Linked DNA regions of Hordeum vulgare: region 2 is linked to region 1. The links are chromatin contacts, called in public Hi-C maps. All regions are on one chromosome and are shown on one strand. Each heading gives the region's core, a stretch centred on a gene start, on an enhancer-like site or on the middle of the called end of the contact. The rest is flanking DNA. Distances are from core to core; before and after follow the strand shown. Region 1 holds the start of LOC123403405 (bZIP transcription factor 11-like). Region 2 holds the start of LOC123401633 (pentatricopeptide repeat-containing protein At4g04790, mitochondrial-like).

Evidence for each region. Hi-C and Micro-C count contacts between places; a contact is called where the count stands out from the background.
Region 2: a contact with region 1 is called in a Hi-C map of leaf, with 10 times the contacts expected there. The contact joins the promoter of LOC123401633 here to the promoter of LOC123403405 in region 1. A contact is called at or near these places in 6 of 6 Hi-C or Micro-C datasets (leaf, seedling and an unstated tissue) and 1 of 1 datasets of contacts at active chromatin or transcription factors (embryo).

Annotation. Positions count from the first base shown.
Region 1 is chr6H:40,424,752-40,429,423 of MorexV3_pseudomolecules_assembly, forward strand. It overlaps LOC123403405 (bZIP transcription factor 11-like), which reads right to left and starts at 2,821. Exons shown (of 1, transcript XM_045097340.1): 1 at 1,338-2,821. The coding sequence starts at 2,210. The coding sequence ends at 1,692.
Region 2 is chr6H:40,581,342-40,586,013 of MorexV3_pseudomolecules_assembly, forward strand. It overlaps LOC123401633 (pentatricopeptide repeat-containing protein At4g04790, mitochondrial-like), which reads right to left and starts at 2,297. Exons shown (of 16, transcript XM_045095470.1): 1 at 2,061-2,297; 2 at 1,920-1,982; 3 at 1,153-1,803; 4 at 836-1,015; 5 at 570-634. The coding sequence starts at 2,265.

The DNA of each region.
Region 1 (4,672 bases), core at 1,571-4,070:
TCTACTCCACTCCACTCCACTCGACTCCATGAATGCTGCTAAGCTACCTCCAGGCCCAGGCCCAGTGCACCAAATTGCACATCTCTTGCAGTGGTCCTCCATTCACATCCCATATGTGTGCAAGCATGTGTGTGTGTGCATGCATGTACTGGGTACAGTACAGAAGTTACACAAGGGCTGCAAGGCCAAGATGCAAATCACATCCTGTGGTGGCAGCTGCTGATCCCGGCACTCCTGTTAGGATCATGCATGCATGCATGAGATTCATGTGTGTGTGACTGCAGCAGCAGGATCATCATCAATCAGGCTGCATGTGGTTTGGTTTGGTGGGTAGGTACCAGCACCACCAGACTACCAGTACCACACCCAAGAAGATACATATCATGTGAGCTGGAGCCAGATGAAAATTGGATGATTTTTCAGGCCATTACCATCATCATTTTCTCAAGGAAAGAGAAATGGGTTTGAGATGAAAGATGAGCTACTACTACAAGCCTAGCTAGCTAGCTAGCCATGAGGCTACTGCTAGTGCTAGTGCTGCCGCCATTAGTTTTGCAGAGATGTAGCAGTAGTAGTAGTAGAAGCAGCAGGACATGCATAGCATAGCATGCACTGTGCCTTTGTACAAGAGAGTTTGGTCCATGCATGCATCCATGCATGACAAGCAGAGAAAAAGTGGCCCTGTGGTACAATCAGAATTCCCAGGAACCAACCAGCAGAGGCTGTGATGGGAATAGTGGAGGAGAACATTGGGGTGGTAAACTGGAGAATCTCTTTCCGCGTGCATGCACAACCGTCCATCTGTTGGTGCTGTGCTGTACTGGAAAAAATAATAATCTTGAGAAATAAATAAATACATTTGTGTATGAATGAAAAAACAAAAAACCATGGGCCAGTTGTTTTTTATTCCGTTCTGAATATATTCCAGTCACAAAAGACTGGCTGCTATCACTCTCTGGTTATTATTCTCTTCCCACTCACTGCCTTGTGGGGGGAATATCATGAGGATTTTCTGAACCTTGTGCATTGATTGGCATCTGATGGATGTACTATGTCTACTAGCTGTGAAAAATGTGAAGCCAGTTTTTTTTTTTTTTTTTTTGAAGTGGAAATGTGAAGCTAGTTAAGTCAGGAAGAGCAAGATAGTAAGCGGCATCAGCACTTTAGCAGAGCACATCACAATTCAAAGACAGAGAGAAGAAAAGGTTGCTCCAAGGTAGGTAGCAGAAATAAGTAAAAAAAAAATGTTCATGCATGGAAGTAAAAAAGAAATCATGAGATGATGAGTAAGTAAAAGTAAGTAGAGTAATTATATATGGCACTTGCTTTGTCTGATCGAGCAACAGCACAGGGAGAGAGAGCTTACTGCTTCTTCTTACATAGTGGATCACATGATGGTGATGCATGCTAAGCTTAAGAACCATCATCACTTGGTACACACACACCAGTTGAGATTACACATGATGATTGATTAGGCGCGGTAACTAATTAATTAACCCCAGCTGCTAGCTAGCTAGCTTTTCTAGTTAGGTGCAGTAAAAACTCCACGGCCCTCCAAATCTTCAGTACGTAATTAACCTGAAACACCAGAAGCATCAGGGAAAAAAGATGGATGGATGATCTTTCTTGCTGCGCTCGCTCGCTCGATCTTGTGCTGGCTGCTGTCGTCTGCCATGCCATGGCCGTGGGTGCTAGCTTTGGAGGGCTGGGAACATGAACATCTCGGGGGAGGATCTGCAGAGGTAGTCGTCGAGCGACGGGCCGTCGAAGCCGAACGGGTCGGTGGCGGTGGCGGTGGCTGCCGCGGCGACGGTGAGCGCGACGGCGGCTGCGGTGTTGTTGCTGGCGCTCATGCAGGCGATGATGTCGTTGAGCGACTGGAGGCGCGCGGCGAGCTCGGCGGCCTGGGTGCGGAGGACGGCGTTCTCGGCGTCGACGGCGAGGAGGCCCCGCGCTGTGAGCCCGAGCGCGGCGGCGACGTGCGCGTTCTCGCGGCGCAGGTGGGCCGCCTGCGCGGCGAGGTCGTCGAGGTGGCGCTGCTTGCGCATCCGCGAGCGGCGCGCCGACTCCCGGTTGGAGAGCATCCGCTTCGCCCGGCGCTGCTCCATGAGTGCCCGCATGTCCTCCTCCGTCCCCGACGCGGCCGCCATGGCCATGGCCGCCGCCGTCGAGAGCGAGCCCGTGCTCCCGCTCCCGCTCGAGGACGCCATCCACCACCAAGCAAGCAAGCAAGCAAGCAGGGACTCTCTGCTTTCCTTTGTTGTTGTTGCAAGAAGCAAGGATGGATTACCAGCTACGGACTGACTCTAGAGAGACTGCGACGACGACGACGAGGAGGAGGAGTGACGACGACGAGAGAGTAAGCGCGCGAGTGGGAGGGACGAGGAGAGGATGGAAGGAGGAGGAGGGCTAAAGGAGGAGGAGGGAGAGGGGGAGGAGGTGTGTGGGGGCGAGTGGTTTATGAGAAGACATAGAACCAGTAGAGGAAGACGACGGAGAATGACTGGACGAGGTGGGTTCGGCGCCGGAGTGTGGAGTTGATCATAAACCCGGAGAGGAGGATCTCGCTGATCACCGGCGACATCGGGGGACTCTGAGGCGTACCCGGGGAAGCATGTGCGCTCCGCTTTCTTTGGTTGCCTCCTGGAAGAAGAGAGAGCTCCACCACCCGCCGGAGAATGGATGGATGGACCGACGGACGGGCGACCTCTCAGCTCACTGCTAGCTTGCTTCTCTCTCTCTCTCTCTCTCTCTCTCTAGACGGACTCTGTCTCTCTGGCTGCGGTGCAGGGGAGGGAGCGGAGGAGGAGGGGGGTGTTGGGGCAGGGAGCGGGGAAGGATTTATAGAGCCGGCCGGTGGCTGGGGGAGGAAGAACGGGAATGCGATTCCGTGGGGGGAGGCCGGGCGGGAATGGGAATCGGCCGCCGATCGGCGGGTGCAGCAGAGCAGTGGCAGAGCGGCCGGGCAGGAATGAGGGCGCGGGCGGTCGCACGTGCGGCCGGTCGAGTCGAGTGGATCCGAGGCGCGCGGCTGGAAATCACTCACGCACGCACGCACGCACGCCTTCGTGTCCAACCAGAAGGCTCTCGAATTTACCGTGGGGAGGATGCATGCGCCTAAAGCCGGCGGCGGTGAGAATTCACCGCGCATGCGGCGGTGGCGCGGAAGTGGAGGGAGAATCTCTGCCTCTGTGTGTGTGATCGCGGGCAGATCAGATTCAGATGATACGTAGGCTGCTGTCTGGGCTCCAAGACGCAGATGTCGATTCCCTAACTCTGTAGGAGTAGATGGTATTCAAGGTGTCTGGCACGCGGGTCCTGCACGATTTGAATCACGGGCCGGCGGGCGGTCTAGCAACGGACCAGGTGGCGGTTCCGAATCTGGGAGAAAGGAAATACGTATGAAGGAGCAGGAAAAGACATGAAGCTGTTGCCCGTGTCCGTCGTGGTGTAGGTATTCTTGATGGGATATGGCGCACGTACCGGTGATCCGGTGAATGCACGCGCGACGAGGTTGCACACTTGCACCTAGGTTCGGTGGAGCGATTTGTCTGTTTGATTTCTACTCTCTACTTCTTTTAACTACCAGTATTTAGGTATAGAGGGTAATCAACGGAACATCAGATTACTAAGAGAAACTTTAACGCAACGATTCAAATCGGCCGTCCGCGTTCATTTGGGTCGACGTCATAAAAGTAGAGGTCTAATCCACCAACTCAAACCTAAAACGTGTCCTCTTCGCGTCCGTACGGACCCAATTCTAACGTAAATTTGAATCACATTTAGGTTACAGGTGGACATGAAGCTGACATTTATTGTGTTTGTGTCGTCCTCCTCCGTTTGACCTCACCCACTTGTCAACCACACCCACCCATCCACCACTCTCTACTCATCCTCACTCACTTTTCTCTTATTATTTTACTATCACAGTGCTGCCGTTCACTTGCTTCCCGTTGGGTGTACTGGTTGACCCATTTAAAAAAGCGTACACGGACAGGCGGGCGGTCGACCCAAAGGGACAACAACGCTATCCGTTTGGGTCGATGCATTGGAGTTGCCCTAACTAGCTATTCGCTTCGCATCTAGCTTTTTAGAGGGAGTATCATCATTTAGGCGATGTAAGTTTGTGTGATAATAACAAGTCGACGATGCCCTTTGATGTTCTGGGCCGCACATGTGCTACTCTGATGTAGGGTCCATAACGTGAGAGGCAAGGGTCATAATATAAGGTTATGAGGTACCGATAGATGGTCCCTAGCTACCACACCTTACGTAGGTGGTCGTTGGTACAGCCATGAGGGGTCCAAGCCGGTTACAACTTGACAAATTGAAGGAAAGTATGCTATATCTACATTTACGAAGGAGTCATTGCCTTGTTCGTCAAACAGATGATTCAGCAAAACCAAGCTTTAGCATAACATTTTGGATAAAATTCCACCCTACACAACAGGTGGACTATCGGCCGTGGGCTTGGGCCAGCCCGTGGTTACTGGGTCTTCTTCATCCTTCTTGATTATACTCCAAGGGCATGGCATCGTCAATAACCCCCAAATTCTTCATGATTTGATTGATGGCTTGACCCTTCTTACTTCTAAATAGAAGCTTCAGAGTGATAACTGTTCGAAATATGAGTAACTTACAAAATGATTCAAATAAACGAAACAGTAGATAG
Region 2 (4,672 bases), core at 1,047-3,546, 160 kb after region 1:
CGAGGATCGTTAAATAAATATGGTTCTGATAGGGATGCCAGTTGCCCAGTTGAAAATTGATTCTTCTTTCCTACTAAAAATAAGTTTAGTTGACTGGTCTTTTGAATTACACATAAATATATATACTGCTAAGAGTAATTACACCCGATGCTCTGCACTTCTGCAGGCACATAACGTGCATCGTGGAAATACAGCCCACTCCACTACATATAACTAAAAAGGAATTTCTATTTTGCCACTCCGAAGAATAGCATTTGGGTTTTTCGCTACTCATGTTATTTTGGGCAGTGAATCCCTAATAAAAAAGGTAGCACCAATACCATATGTGCTTTCTTGAGTTACAAAGTTATGATTTTATAGTAAATTAGTGATTATTGTAATGTCGTAAGTTGCATAAGTATTATGTACATATATTGCAGGGGGGGTGTTTTATTTAGTAATTGTTGCAATGTCATAAGTTGCAGAAGTATTGTGTAAATATATTTAGCACAAGATTGAAGAACACTAGACAAACAGTCCATTGTATATAAGAAGCTATATGTATTACCAGCAGTTACCATAAAACTCACCTCTAAACTCGGAATATTTGCAGCATAGTCAAAAATTAAGGATGAAACTTTTACATCGGAGTATTCTGAAACAGAAAATAAACAAAATTAGCAGATAAGAGGTGAACGTAGTGCAGAAACAGAAACTAGAAATTGCACTGTATCCTTCAACTATCAAGAAAATATTACGATGCAAAGATTTTTCAATAAAATTAGTTGAATGTTCATCTTATAGCCATCAAAATACTTTGATTAGATTTTGGCAAAATGTGCATACAGTTTATCACCTTTTGATGTCATCTTCTGAAGAAGTTTCTCAGCATGGGTCTCCAGTTCGAGCCTACCCATATACTTGAATATACTGGATACGTACTTCGACCCTAAAACTTTTGTTGGGTCAAGTAATTTCAAGAACGTGACAAAATCCATCTTTCTGTTGCTTTCAGCAAAGGCCAGCATATAGCATTCTGTAAAACAATGCATTGATTAAGGTACTATAGGGGGTATGGTATGTAAGTTTACAAACTGTGCAAGATGAAACAACTCTGTCTCATTATGATGAATACCCAAATAGAAGGTTTTGACTGTGATTTTGGGCCATTACCTGCTATGCAATAATCAGCTTCCTCACTGCAGTCTTCAACAGAGCGACAAAGTTCTCGAATGCTTTCTTCATCTTGAGCTCGAATCAAAAGCAACATCTCGTAATAAGGTATCCTGGAGCAGGACCGTGGATTCGCATCCCTAAAAAATGCGCTGAACATCTCAAATTCCTCCAACATCTCCACATCCATCAGGTACAAGAGAAATGGCCCGTAACTGTCTTCCTCGATCTGAAACCCCCTATCTTTCATCATCTCGAAAAGCCGATATGCCCGAAAAATATGTTCCACTGCTGAGTCAATTTCCCCGCAGGCCCTTGCCTTTTCCAAGCAAACCCTAGCCAATGCATTGAACTCCTTGGGACCGGTATCCCTCCCCAGCCTCCCGAAGAACTCGAGCGCAGACTCCATGCCAAGCTTGTCGGCGCACATCCGCATCAGCCTCGTGAAGCGGCGGCTTTCCGTGTTCTTGAAGATGTAGCGCTTCTTCTTCTCCCTCGCCACCTCCTTCCGCAAGTGCATCATCGCGTTACTCGGTTGCGACCCTGCAAACCACTCCATGTCCAGTATCTTGTTGCCGATGGCGTCGACATTGTCTTCGGACTCCTCCGGCAGCGCCTCCGTGACCCCCGACTCTTCCGCTTCATCAGGACCTGAACATTAATAATCAGATAAATCTCAGTTGCAGATACAGTTCCACAGCTAGTGAAAGAGCTGCATTTGGGTTTTCGGTGTGGTGACAGTTGAAGCAGAGACTGCATAAGAATACCGTTCAATACGGACAGGATCTCCTTGGTGAAATCACGGGAGTTGTCCTCCTCCTCCTCCCCATCTGAGCAAGAGAAGGGAGACGAGTGAGTGGGGAGCAAATGGCGAGCGAGGATGGGGTCAGGGGTGTGGAGTCGGTTACCGTTGGCGACGGCGTGGGGGAGGGAGGAGGGAAATATGGTCTTCTTGGAAGCGGCGGCCTGCTTGAGTCGGAGGAGGGAGGCGGGGGAGACCGCGGTGGCCGGGGAAACGGCGGCGCCGCGGCTGGTGGAGGGGCGCTTCCGGGTTGCGAGCTCGGGCGCGGCGGCGGCCACCTTCTTGGTCGTCTCCAGGAGGCGCTTCCACATCGGTGGCGCGTGGCCGAGGGCGGCGGGCGGAGCAGCCGCCGCCAGTAGGTCGCGGCGCGGCGGAGGCGCGCCGGCGCGACGAGCGTGTTCGTGCGAACCAGGCGGCTTTTCCGCGGGTCGGTGTTGCGGTTGGGCTGGGCCCAAACCCACCTTAAACACACCACGGAATAATAGGGCCCGAGTCCTCTCAAGTCTCAAGAGAAAAAAGAATGAGCTCCTCGAAAAGAAAGTGGAAAACAGAGTCTGTGTACGGTTTTCTTTTTCTTCAAAAAGGATCTGGATTTATCAGAAAACTTTACCAGAAATACAAAGCATCCCAGATAAAAAATTCATCAAGGTACATAGACCGTCGAACGACCACTACCGTAACCAGAACGAGTCGACGGCGTGTTGTTATTGTGGCTCCTTTATTGGAGTTGGCTTGACCTCGTCGATGACACCTCAGAAGCCCCCGTGCACCTGTCCCTAAGAACGAGGGCCCCCGAGCCGTGGTCATAACCGTTAAACCCTTGAGTAAATATAAAGCATCTGACATCAAATCTTGCCATCGCACATTCACGACAAGAAACCCTAACCTTGTTGCCTTAAGGAGATGCAAGAATCTAGTTCGTCCGTCCCATAATATAAAAGTGTTTATACACTACATTAGTATTAGAAATGCTCTTATATTATGAGACGGTGGGAGTACCTCGGAGCTCAGTTGACTATGTCTTACAAACGAAATTGAGGGTCAAAGTCTCAAAGGCAAACACGAAGAAGAAGTGTCGTCATCCGTGACGGAGCTAAATTTGGCATCTTGGATAGGGGGTCCGAAACTAATGATCATCAGACGATGGTAACAATGACACGAGGTTTGACCCAGGTTCAGGCTTTCCAAAAAGATAAAATCCTATGTCATGCTTATGTTTTATTGATTTTGGTTCGAGTACATAGTACAATCGATCTGCCCTGAGATTGTCGTGTGTCGTCTACGTGCCTTACCCCTCATCATATATAGAAAACTGAGGTTCTAGAGTAACATCCTAGTCGGTTAAGAACATGTTGTAGACTACTTATAGTATCTCAGAGTATACATCAAGTCTTAGGGAATATTTCTTTCACATGCCATGGACCACCTTGATGGGGTCCACTGGTGAACCGACATGGGGTCCTCGGCCCCACCCACCAGGGGTGGAAGACGACATGATGAACCCCTCCCCTCCCCCCCCCCCCCATCCAGGACGCCGTCAATATGTTTGAGTGTCGCGTCTTTGAGGACTAAAAAACCCGACATAAACTACTAGCCGGAGCGTAGGCACCGAGGATTTTCCTCTTCACCAGTGACTGTCGGAGCGGCAGCCGTAGATGGAGGTGAATTTATAGGATCGTTGGTAAAGCTTGGAGCGGATGACTTTGCCTTAGGAAGGAAAGGAAACGCTTGGCATGGTAGTAACTATTCGATTAATTTGGACCAATTTATGTTTGAATGTTTATGCTTAGAAAAATTGAATTAAATCTTTAAAAAATATAGGAAGCAATGTTTGGTCCCTTATATTCGACGCGACACGCACGATAATGGAGGAGGAAACCTATCCTATGCACAGGGGGTTTAGTGAACCTAGTGTCTGTAGTCTCTTCATGGGTGTACTCTCATTTAGAAGATTTTAAAAAAATCAGAAATAAATTTAGTAGGCGGGCGCGACACTTCCCCCCTTGATATAAAATTCAAATCAAACATTAAGCACATTTTGTGAAAACGAAAAAATATACCCCTCCCCTTAAAATTTTCTAGCTAACCTAATTGAAGAATAAAATCTTAACCAAAGTAGGTGCACCACAAGGAAAAGTCCTATTCTACTCTCGAGCTCAAATGCTCCTTCATGAATAATAAAATTTAAAAAATAGTAAAATATTTCAAAATATTCTGAATTTTTTTGTGGCAAACTTTAGCAAATGTTCTACATGCTTATCAAAATTCAGCACGAAATAGCATTCCTGAAAGTCGCAGCGAAAAAACAAAATCAACAGTCCAAAATGTATCCAAAACTAGCATTTTTGGAGCAGCGATTTTGCTTTTTCGACACGACTTCCACAAATGCTATTTAGAGCTGAAATTTTTTAATCACACGAAACTTTTGTCAAAGTTTACCATAAAAAAATCAGATTTTTTTCAATGTTTTTTTTTGGTTTTACTGTTCACGAAAGAGCATATGAGCTTGGGAGCAAAAACTCCATGTCCCACCACAAGTATCTAAGTCCATGTTTGTAACCACAATAGATTATGATAATCTGGATTATGAAGATAGATTATATAATCTGGTTTATAAAAAAAAATTAGATGGGCATGTTTGAAGGCCGGATTGTATAAACTGTAATTCAGGTTTTACATTGCATAATGACCTGTCCGTCCTCTGATTTTTTTTTTAAA